Linked DNA regions of Mus musculus: regions 1 and 2 are each linked to region 3. Evidence: chromatin contacts called from public ChIA-PET and Hi-C data. All regions are on one chromosome and are shown on one strand. The core of a region is the stretch at or near the end of the contact, and the rest is flanking DNA. Distances in the headings are between cores, read along the strand shown. Region 1 overlaps Pptc7 (PTC7 protein phosphatase homolog). Region 2 overlaps Pptc7 (PTC7 protein phosphatase homolog). Region 3 holds the start of Ccdc63 (coiled-coil domain containing 63).

What was found. A called contact is a pair of places that touch in the nucleus more often than the background predicts. ChIA-PET counts read pairs in DNA pulled down with a chosen protein or histone mark.
Region 1: a Hi-C map of Th1 cells shows a contact between it and region 3, with 3 times the contacts expected there. The contact joins the enhancer-like site here to the promoter of Ccdc63 in region 3. A contact is called at or near these places in 8 of 39 promoter capture datasets (the C10 cell line, cranial neural crest, erythroid cells and 5 more), 1 of 15 datasets of contacts at CTCF or cohesin (large pre-B cells), 4 of 484 Hi-C or Micro-C datasets (B cells, Kupffer cells, Th1 cells and 1 more), 21 of 115 datasets of contacts at active chromatin or transcription factors (the 230-238 cell line, the SCID.adh cell line, bone marrow-derived macrophages and 14 more) and 4 of 9 other capture datasets (adipose tissue, liver, macrophages and 1 more).
Region 2: an RNA polymerase II ChIA-PET map of effector CD8 T cells shows a contact between it and region 3, with 16 read pairs. The contact joins the enhancer-like site here to the promoter of Ccdc63 in region 3. A contact is called at or near these places in 7 of 39 promoter capture datasets (3T3-L1-derived adipocytes, cranial neural crest, embryonic stem cells and 3 more), 3 of 15 datasets of contacts at CTCF or cohesin (the NIH/3T3 cell line, large pre-B cells and pro-B cells), 13 of 484 Hi-C or Micro-C datasets (CD4 T cells, the N1E-115 cell line, Th1 cells and 9 more), 12 of 115 datasets of contacts at active chromatin or transcription factors (SST interneurons, cardiomyocytes, effector CD8 T cells and 7 more) and 5 of 9 other capture datasets (adipose tissue, embryonic stem cells, liver and 2 more).

The regions. Positions count from the first base shown.
Region 1 is chr5:122,286,944-122,290,386 of GRCm38.p6, forward strand. The region is part of intron 1 of Pptc7 (PTC7 protein phosphatase homolog); the gene reads left to right. Among named protein-coding and RNA genes, the nearest start is that of Pptc7, 4.3 kb to the left of the region's middle. Within about 2 kb of position 1,583, at least 45 of the 459 cell types and tissues checked have an H3K27ac peak or open chromatin away from gene starts, as enhancers often do. A contact at or near this core is called in Th1 cells and regulatory T cells, where this site is marked.
Region 2 is chr5:122,309,329-122,312,869 of GRCm38.p6, forward strand. All of the region lies in intron 2 of Pptc7 (PTC7 protein phosphatase homolog), which reads left to right. Among named protein-coding and RNA genes, the nearest start is that of Pptc7, 27 kb to the left of the region's middle. Within about 2 kb of position 1,568, at least 45 of the 459 cell types and tissues checked have an H3K27ac peak or open chromatin away from gene starts, as enhancers often do. A contact at or near this core is called in SST interneurons, effector CD8 T cells and regulatory T cells, where this site is marked.
Region 3 is chr5:122,130,481-122,133,697 of GRCm38.p6, forward strand. Ccdc63 (coiled-coil domain containing 63) reads right to left here and starts at 1,485. Exons shown (of 12, transcript NM_001384199.1): 1 at 1,441-1,485.

The sequences.
Region 1 (3,443 bases), core at 333-2,832, 160 kb after region 3:
AGGGGCCTTGAATGTATCCCTCAAGAAGAAAGGGGACTACTGTATCTGAATGTATTAAGTCTCTGCTGAATTTGAACACGCTGCTATCTTGGCATTGTGGCATATTTACAAGGGTACGGGAGATACTGGTCAGACCCTTTCTAAAAAAGCACAGATTTCATCTCCTGCTCTGGCATTCTGGCAGAAACCATGCCTACTTTGAGGTTAAGCTTTGCAACTAAGTAGCTCTGTAATTTGTGGTCTTGGGTGGACTTTCTGAGTCTGCGGTCCTTATCTGGAAAAGATGAAAGGAGTAGGCTGTCAGACTTAATGTGGAGGCTCTGGCTAGACAGTCAGGTTCAGGTTTTCCTGTAGTCCCTCAAACAGCATGGCTATGAATCGCCTGCCACAGGCACCTTGGTAGAGCTCTTCGTTTTTGTATCTAGCATTGGGCACTCAGTTGTTAAGTTACCTTGGCTCACTGGCTGAAGGATCCTTGGCTGTGCAAGGGACCTCTTTGGAGAAGAGAGCACAGAGGCAGGCTGGAGACAGTCCACCATGTGCCACTGAAGGCAGGTGCTTGAGTGTCTGATGGAGATACACACACACACACACACACACACACACACACTGCTGCTTATGTGTCCAAGAAGAAGCTAGTCAGATTTGACAAAGATCTTGCAGACACACACCTGCAAATGGGGGAGTGGGCATGAGAACAGTGAGGAACAGGTTCTCCAGGACTGTCCTGTTGTGGAGGTGCCCTTCTGGAAAGCCATCCTGGGAGTCACCTGAAACAACTTTCTAAGTTGGCCTCATTTGGTCTTTGGCAGCCATGAGGCAGTTCACCAGGTGGTGCCTCTGACTCTATTGACACCATCCTATCACAGGCTGAACTGATACGAGTTGTAAGCTGAATCACATTACGGTAAAGCTGTGTGAGTTCAAGGCTAGCTTGGTCTACATAAAGAGGCCTTGTCTTGTCTCTGAGTTGAGACTCTCTCTTGCTAAGTATCTCTGCAGTTTGGTCACTCACTGTGGGCTTCTCCTCAGCTGTTAGGAATGAAAGCTAGAGTAGGAGAAATAAATTATTATTTTAATTTTTTTAAAAATTGAAATTGACAGGTCATAGTGGCACATGTCTTTAATTCCATCACTTGGGAGGCAGAGGCAGGCAGATCTCTGAGTTGAAGGCCAGCCTGGTCTACCAGGACAGCCAGAGCTACACAGAGAAACTGTCCATAGATGTATGTATGTATGTGTGTATGTATGATAACATTGGGACTGAATTGTCCTGTTAGTCATGATAAAGAACACTTGATGACTCACACTGTTATTGTCCCCACTGGATTTCTTTTAGGAAAAATTGGCTGTGGAGGGTGTGGTGAGTCCCAGCACCACTCCCATCCCGTGTGGAAAATTGGCAGGGGCTCCTTCTCTCCATTGGGCCAGCAGGAGTAAGCCCATGCGGCACGAGCTGTTTTCCTTCCCTTTACTTAGCCCTGAGCTTTGTCACTTTGCATGCTGTGCCTTCCTAGGTACACAGAGCCATGAGAGCCACCTGATGTCCCCATCACAACAGCAGCATCAAAAGGTTGCTGAGAACTGCAGACTTCACAACCTTGAGGCCCATTTCCTCCATGTTTTGGTGATGAGTAGAGAGACCTTCAGATGCTTGGGTAACTTCAAAGCACTGCTAGTTATTGGCAGACAGGGCTTTCTCTGTCATACTTGAAGGGATGAAGGGAGGGAAAGAGTCAGAGTGAGAGTGAGAGAGCATATGAATGTGTTTATAATCGCTTTATTCTCTCTGACTCATAACTGGAAAGCAACAAAAACTCCCCTGCATGCTAAACACAGCTTACAGAAAACCATTTATTTGAAAATGGAAGGCATGGTTTGTGCAGTATAAATTCTGGCCTCTAAAGACTGAGCAGTGAAGCTGCTCTTAAAAAGCCAAGGGTTGTTTGTTTAAGCTTGGCTTAACTTGGAACCTAAACATGAAAATAAAACAGTTTTCTACGCCAGCCTTTGGTTTTGAGTTTTTACTGGGCCAGGATTCTGAAGTGTTTTTGTGAGTCTTGCCAATCTTAAAAAATATTCTTTGGTGGGGTGGCGGTGGCGGTGGTGGTGGTGGTGGTGGTGGTGGTGGTGGTGGTGGTGGTGGTGGTGGTAGTGTTTTGTGTGTGGGGGTGTTTTGCCTGCTTGCACGTACCACATGCATGGCTGATGCCCTTGGTGGATGTGGGTGGACATTGGGTTCCCTGGAACTGTAATTCTGAATGGTTGTGAGCTGCTATGGGGATGCTGCGAGTCAAACCCAGGTCTTCTGTAAGGGCAGCTGGTCCTCTTGGCTGCTGAATCATTATCTTTCTAGCCCTGGTTTTGTTTTTGAGATAGAGTCTCACTATATGCAGCTACAGCTGACCTAGAACTCATTGTGTAGGCCAGACTGGTCTCAAATTCACAAGAGATCTGCCTGCCTCTGCCTCCTGAGTGGTTGGATTAAAGTTGTGAGCCACCATGCCTGGCTTTTGAACCTTAACGTTAATGAAGTTCAGGTCATAGGTTAGGTCTAGTTTGATATTTCCAGTCTTGATAAACACTGCACTTTTACACAAGTCATCACTGGAGAGTTCACTGACACCCAAGTTTCAAGAAGTCCTCTCTGGAATCTCAGGTCCTGTCCAGACATTGATTGGTCTCATCTTGCAGTCAGGATTTTTTTTAAAGTCAAATCTATCTGTTAATGACCTTGAGTCTTTTGTTGTTTTAAGCTGAGCTGCAGTGCTTGGAACATGGCTCACCTGGTAAAGGTGCTTGTCACCAAGCCTAATGACCTGAGTTTGAGCCCCAGGACCTGTGTAGCAAAAGGAGAAAGCTGACCCCACCAAGCTGTCCTCTGACCTCTGACCTCTAGCTCCACAATACATGTCAAAAATAATACATTCATATATACATACATACATACATACATACATACCAAAGCTGAGTTGCAAAGTCAAATGACATGACATGTCACCTTTTAAAAATGTATACTTAGTAGTTACCAGGTTGTACAGCCTTCCCGAGCCCAGAATCTGCTGCCCCTTTCCCTCAAACCCCAAGCCTGTCTGTCCACTTGCAGTTGCTCCCCACTTGTGGGTGTTTCTCAACCTTGGTAGCAGCTTGCCAGTTCTCTGAGTTTGCCTGTTCTGGGCATTGTGTGTAAGTGGAAGCCTAGAATATGTAGTCTTCCATGCTCCTTTCTTTTGTTTTACCTGTTTTCAAAGTTGAGGTCAGACAGTGTCAATGCTTCATCCTTTTTATGGCTGCATAATATTCCATTTCAGGAGTATACTACATTCTGTTGATCTGCTCATCTGCTCGTCATGCTCCTTTCTTTTGTTTTACCTGTTTTCAAAGTTGAGGTCAGACAGTGTCAATGCTTCATCCTTTTTATGGCTGCATAATATTCCATTTCA
Region 2 (3,541 bases), core at 318-2,817, 180 kb after region 3:
TCTTTTCTTTCCTTCTTTCTTTTCTCTCTCTCTCTCTCTCTCTCTCTCTCTCTCTCTCTCTCTCTCTCTTTTGCTGCCTAAAAGATTGGGGGGGGCATTTCTTTCCTTCCCATTTACCCAAGGTAACAGCGATAGTAAATTTAAGGACATAATTGAGGTTTACTTATAATGCTGGGATTATTGTCGCTTCTAAAGCCCACTGAAACGATCCTTTGTCACCATATTTGGTGCACACAGACCGCCCTGACCTAACCCACACCCCTCCACAGCGTTTGCAACTAAATTGGAGCAGATCTAGCAGACTGATCTACAGAACCCTGGTTGGGTATAACAGTAAACACAGTGGTTAGAATGTGCTTTTACTTTTAGTGAATGTCATGTACATGCATGCTTGTGGTGTCCAGGGGAAGATGCTGAATCCCTTGGAGCTGGAGGGACACAGATGTTGGCAGCCACTCCATGTGGGTGCTGGGGATGAAACGCCATCCCCCTGGAAGAGCTAAGGTGCTCTTAACCACTGAGACATCTCCCTAGCTTGTCTTTGCTTTCTAATTCAGCAATTGTTAAAAAGTTTACAAAGTGGATCACAGGGCCCCCAATGGAGGAGCTAGAGAAAGTACCCAAGGAGCTGAAGGGATCTGAACTAACCAGTATACCTCCCCACCCCCACCCCCGGAGCTCGTGTCTCTAGCTGCATATGAATCAGAAGATGGCCTAGTCGGCCATCAGTGGAAAGAGAGGCCCATTGGTCGTGCAAACTTTATATGACTCAGTACAGGGGAACGCCAGGGCCAAGAAGTGGGAGTGGGTGGGTAGGAGAGTGGGTGGGGGAGCATGTGGGGGACTTTTGGAATAGCATTGGAAATGTAAATGAAATAAATACCCGGGCTGGTGAGATGGCTCAGCAGTTAAGAGCACTGACTGTTCTTCCGAAGGTCCTGAGTTCAAATCCCAGCAACCACATGATGGCTCACAACCATCTGTACAGCTATAGAGTACTCATAAACATAACATAAAATAAATAAATCTTTGGGGAAAAAAAAGAAATAAATACCCAATTAAAAAAAAAAGTTTACAAAGCAAAAAATACTCTAGAGGGCAAGCCTTTATTGTTGACATAAGTGTCCTCAGAAACCCTTAAATACATTAGTAAGTTCTTAAGAATCCAAAGGGTTGCTGTCATGGTACCTTTTAATTCCAGCATTTGGGCAGTAGAAGCAGGTGGATCTCTGAGTCGGAGACCAGCCTGGCCTACAGAGAAAGTTTCAGGCCAGCCAGGGCTACACAATGAGTCCTTGCCTTAAAAAAATAAAAATAAAAAAATAAAAAAAATGAGCCGGGCGTGGTGGTGCACACCTTTAACTCTAGCACTCGGGAGGCAGAGGCAGAGGCAGGTGAATTTCTGAGTTCAAGGACATCAGACAGCCAGGGCTACACAGAGAAACCTTGTCTCGAAAAGGCAAAAGAAAAAAAAAAATGGGTCTTGCAGCTGGGGCTGCAGCTTGGTAGTAGAGCAGGGCTCGAGCATGCACGGTGCCTTCAGTGGCAGCCCCAGAGGAGAAAGGAAGCTGAGGTGTCAGACCTAATAAGGTTGTTTGGCTGAGTGCTAAAAATAATTACACTCAAACCTGAGAGAGTTCTCAGCCACCTGCGGACATGGATCAGTCATCTGAGCATCCGACCCTCCTCGTCTTCACACAGGTGAAGTGGAAGTGGAAGCCGCCAGGCTGTGTATGCCTCCCTTCATTGTTCCTGCTCTGGCTATTGAACGCCCCACTGGGGGCTTTCACAAGGACCATTTGATTCCGAGGGGGCATGAAATGGTGGCTTGAGGTTTTCACCCCGAGTCATCGGGTGTTTCCTGAGGAGGAGCTCCAAGGCTCTGGCCTTTCTCAGGCTCAGGATTTAATTTCATCAGCTCCCAGAAGATCTTTTGTGTGGCCGTTTTGTAACGTTGAGTAGCTGGAGGCTTTTAGGAAGGAGAGCTGACTGCACAGCAAGCCATAGAGCAGGTTCTGACAGCGCCCCTGGCAGGCACAGCACCCACATTTTCCCTGTCGTAGGCATCAGTCCGCCTCAGAGTATAAGGAAGTATACTGCTGGACAGTACTGATTCTTTACATTAAAGTGGGTTCTTTCTTTCGTTTGCTCTTTCTTTCTCCCCCCCCCTCTCTCTTTCTTTCAAAGATTTATTTATTTTATTTATATGAGTACATTGAGTCCGTTTTCAGACACACCAGAAGAGGGCATTGGCTCCCATTACAGATGGTTGTGAGCCACCGTGTGGCTGCTGGGAATTGAACTCAGGACCTCTGGAAGAGCAGTCAGTTCTCTTAACCGCTGAGCCATCTCTCCAGCCCAAATTATGTCTTTTCACTGGGACGAGATAAGAAATACTGGAATCCCACTGAGAAACTGGTGACTGTAGTCGCTGCACCTCTGTGTCCCTCCTGTGTCTGCACAGGGGAGAGCTTGTGGTTTTGAGTGTGCTCTGCCTCCACCCCGGGTAAAGCAGGTGCATAGAAACTCTCTCCACAGCTGGCTGGAGGCAGCTCGGGCCTAGAGATGCTGAGAGGCTGAGAGGCCTGCTCCTGATGCGCAGCTGGAGAGCAGTGCCCTGGGATTAACTGAGTGTTTCCACAGTCAGCTTGCTTAGCTTTTTTCTTTTCTTTTTTAAAGAGACAGCGTCTCAGAGGCCTCAGCTGGCCTCAGACTCAGCGTGGCTGGGGATGACCTTGAGTTTCTCAGCCTCCTTCCTGCCTTCCTGTCCTGAGTACTGGGCTCCAAGCACTCCATGTGCTTTGCGTGATGCTGAGGAGTGAGCTCAGGATGCGGGCCATGCTCAGGGAGCACTCAGGCAGCTGGATGACAGCTCAAGCCAATACTTTCTTAACAATAAATTTATTTATCTACCGTATGCATATATGCGTGTGCCTGAGTGTATGCATGTCCACAAAGGCCAGAATAGGGTGGTGGATAGGTCCCCTAGAACTGGAGTTAGAGATGGTTGTGAGCCACCATGAGGTCCTGGGAACTGAGCTCAGGACCTCTGGAAGAGCAATCTAGAAGACCTCTTAAGCACTGAGCCATCTTTACAGTCCCCCAAGACTAGCTTTAATCTCCTTATTTCACTCATCTTCCCTTCCCAAGTGTGTTCTCTAACACGCTTGCCAAGTGGCTTGACTGGAGAGCCCACTTTGAGTGTTTGCCATGACTTAACTGGCTTTTTCCTCATGACTCTCTCTGTGAGGCTATTGTCCTATTGCTGTGAACAAGGAAGCTAAGCACAGAGCTGGACCGTAGAGCATCAAAGTGGCCGAGCCCCTGGGGTTCAGATCATGCTGCTGAGTGTGTGACACTGCTAAGCTGTTTCGGGATTGGGTGCAGGACTGTGCTCATGCCAGCAAAGTCCCTGTCCCAGTGGCACAGGCAGAGCCATGTAGCTCACTCCGGGTCTCTGGCTCCTAACCAGGGGTTTTATCTTTCAGTCTGACTTGCATCTCTTACGGTCTTCTCACCTGGCTTCCTTCAGGGAGACCTG
Region 3 (3,217 bases), core at 235-2,734:
CCATAGTCCCCTTCCACCCACAGCTTGGCATACAAGGGGACACAGCAGATGGCGCCGGGTGTAACAAGAGCCCCTCCCCCCAAGATCCGATCGCACCGGAACTTCTTCCGCTCCCCAGTTTATTATTAGGACCTGGGCAGATGGCTCCAGCCTGTCACTTACCCTTCTCCTCACATCTCTAAAGGAAAGGGGCACAGAGGCCTCTGATGATCAACCTGATGGAGCTGTTTTGGTTTTTTTGACTTTGGGACAGAGTCTCCTGTAGTCGAGGCTGGCCTCAAACTCAGTATGCTGCCAAGGCTGGCCTTGATCTCCTGATCCTCCTGCCTCCACCTCCAAAGTGCTGGGATTAGAGGCATGTGCTACCATATCCGGTACTTCATGCAGGCTAGGCCAGCACTACCCACTGATACATACCTATCCCACACCCACACACACAACAGAGTTGAAACCCTGCCTACGCTGTGATTACCCCACCCATACCCCACTTCTAGGATCAGGAACCAGCAACCAGCAACCCAGAGGAACATTTTATCATATCAGAACTTGAATGCTACCTGCCCAGAGGCACTTAGGAGTGGGGACATTAGCAGACAAGCCCCAAAGGGTTGTTAGGCCCACTGTGTCCCAGAAACTGCGAGGTCCTATGTGGAATTCCAGGTTCTCCATTCACATTCTTGCCCAGCCTCTAACGGACCTCAGGTACATCTGTGCTGCTCTCTGGAGCCTCAGTTCCCCATCTAGACAGTGGGGAGGGCCACGCCCTCCCCTAATCTGCATAATCCCCTCCCACTTCCGTGGACCAGTAATTCCTGTTGTACACTGGAGAGAATTTAGTAACTGAATTTTAACCTGGGGAATCTAGGTCAGCCAGTTCCATGGGGCTCTATGAATCATACTAGCATGGGGAGAGAAACCATAAACACCAAAACCTCAAGGCTTAGCCAGACCAGAAGATGTCACTGGATCGCGTCCTATCACACCAGACAGGAAGAACTTTTCATGAGACAATTTGAAATGAAATTTCTGGGGACTTATAAATCATGAGAGTTGTGGCAGTGTGAATGTCTAAGTCGATTTGGCATACAAACAAGCGCCTACTGTGTGCTTAGTGTTGTGGGGAACTGAGCTGTGGTTCAGCCACCCTCACGACGTGATCAATTTGTTTTAAAAAGAAAACAAAAGGTGGGCGTGGTGGTGCTGGCCTGAGTGACGCGGGAGGTGGAAACAGGAAGATCATGAGGTCAAGATCTTTGGCTGTAGCTTTACTTCAAGGTCAGTCTGTGCTGTAAGTGAATGGATACGTAATAAATAAATACACAGTCGCTTGAGAGCACATATAGCTCTTTGAGTTTGGGGAGCGTTTATGGTGGCAGTGGCTGGTTCCTGCCTCACCTCTGCTCATCCCCGGCAGGGGGCGCTGTGTGTACCCTAACTTACCACCCACGGCTCCCGCGGCTCCCGGTAGTGGCGGCTCGTGTGTCTAAGTGGCAGCCAGCTCCGCACCCCGCGTTCTCCGCCCTGGAACCCGCGCCTTTGTGACAGCGGCGACTCGCGTTCTCTAAGGACAGCCGAGACAACCGGACCCACGGAGAACCCGCATTTTACCAGAGGGGACAGGGCAACGCATTCCTGGGCTACCCTCAGCTGCCCTGTGTCAAACACCTTGGCCACCTTGGCCACCAAGCCAGCTTCCATTCCCTCCCTCCCTGGGTTACTACTCTCTTTCCTCTCGCTTCACCATTAAATACCTCCTTTCTGTTACACAGTGACCTAAAACGACTTGTTTTCAGAGTTTGGAGATTAAACCTGGGGCAGGTTAGGCAATGACTTTACCCCGGTCCGCCCTTCACCATCTGGAAGTTGCCCTCGGGTCCTGCTGTTTCGGCTGCTCTCCACTGTCTGCCACTGGGTGGGCAGTGGTTAGAAACATGCCTCTCTGGCGAAGGTTTCCCATCGCGGTTCTTCCTGGGTGCAGAACTCGGCCCTCTTGCCAAGAAGAACGAGCCCCACCCCACCCCCACCCCCCCACCCCCGCCACGGCCCCTCGCGTGCGCCCCCAGTGTAGCCTAGAGCAAACAAAGCTGCCAGCGGTAAACAAATGGAACCAGCACACACAGCAAGACAGTCTCCACGGCGGTCAGATACCCAAATCAGCCCATCCTTCCCAGTCAATGCTTGGACTAGGAACGTTAAGAGACTAACTGGTGCCAGGCAGTGGATCTATCGATGCCTTTAATCCCAGCACTCGGAAAGCGGAGACAGGCAGATCTCTGAGTTCAAGGCCAGCCTGGTCTACAGAGTTGAGTTCCAGGACACCCAGAGCTACACAGAGAAACCATGTCTGGGGGCAACAGCGGGGGTGGGGTGCATTATTTCCTGGAGTCTGCCACAGGGGTGGGCTTATAATTACTGGTCGTGGTCTCAAAGGCACCAGAGGAGCTTCCCACAGCCCAAGGTTAGAGAAGAGGAAGGTGCTTTGCTGTCGCTGAAAAGGAAATAGGAGATATGCTGCCTCTGTTGGTTGCTGGCAGCCCTGTTGCAAGCCTAAGGGAGACCAGTGGCTGATGGTCTACAATGTTGGCTAGCTCCTCAGATAGTGACTGCGGGTATAGGGTAAGTATAGGGCACCCCTCCCCGGTCATCGGCCCCTGGGAAAACCTGGAGCTGCAACTTCAGGACTTTTATTAGAAGCCAAAAGAGTGGACTCTGAGTCACAGTTCTGACCCACGGTAGAGTCGTCTCAGAACTTCCCGAGTCTGTTAATTACGAGTCATTCAAACCCAAGCAACTGTCTACATCCTACAAGACCCTTATCTAGCAGTGTGCTTAGTGATAAAGAACATGGGTTAGGCCGGGCAGTGGTGGCGCATGCCTTTAGTCCCAACACTTGGGAGGCAGAGGCAGGTGGATTTCTGAGTTCGAGGCCAGCCTGATCTACAGAGTGAGTTCCAGGACAGCCAGGGCTATACAGAGAAACCATGTCTCGAAAAAACCAAAACCAACCAAACAAACAAAAAACATGGGTTAGGATTATCCCTTCCCAGAACAGTGGATGCAGAATGGCCAGTCAGTCCCCTGAACATGACACCAACCTGGCGGGCTCTGGGGGCCTTAGGAATTGTACAGAGCCTGTCTGAAGGGTAGGTGGGTGCCTTGATCACTTGCCCCCCACCCTGAAAACTACCACCCCTGGAGAATGTTCTCCACTCGCTCT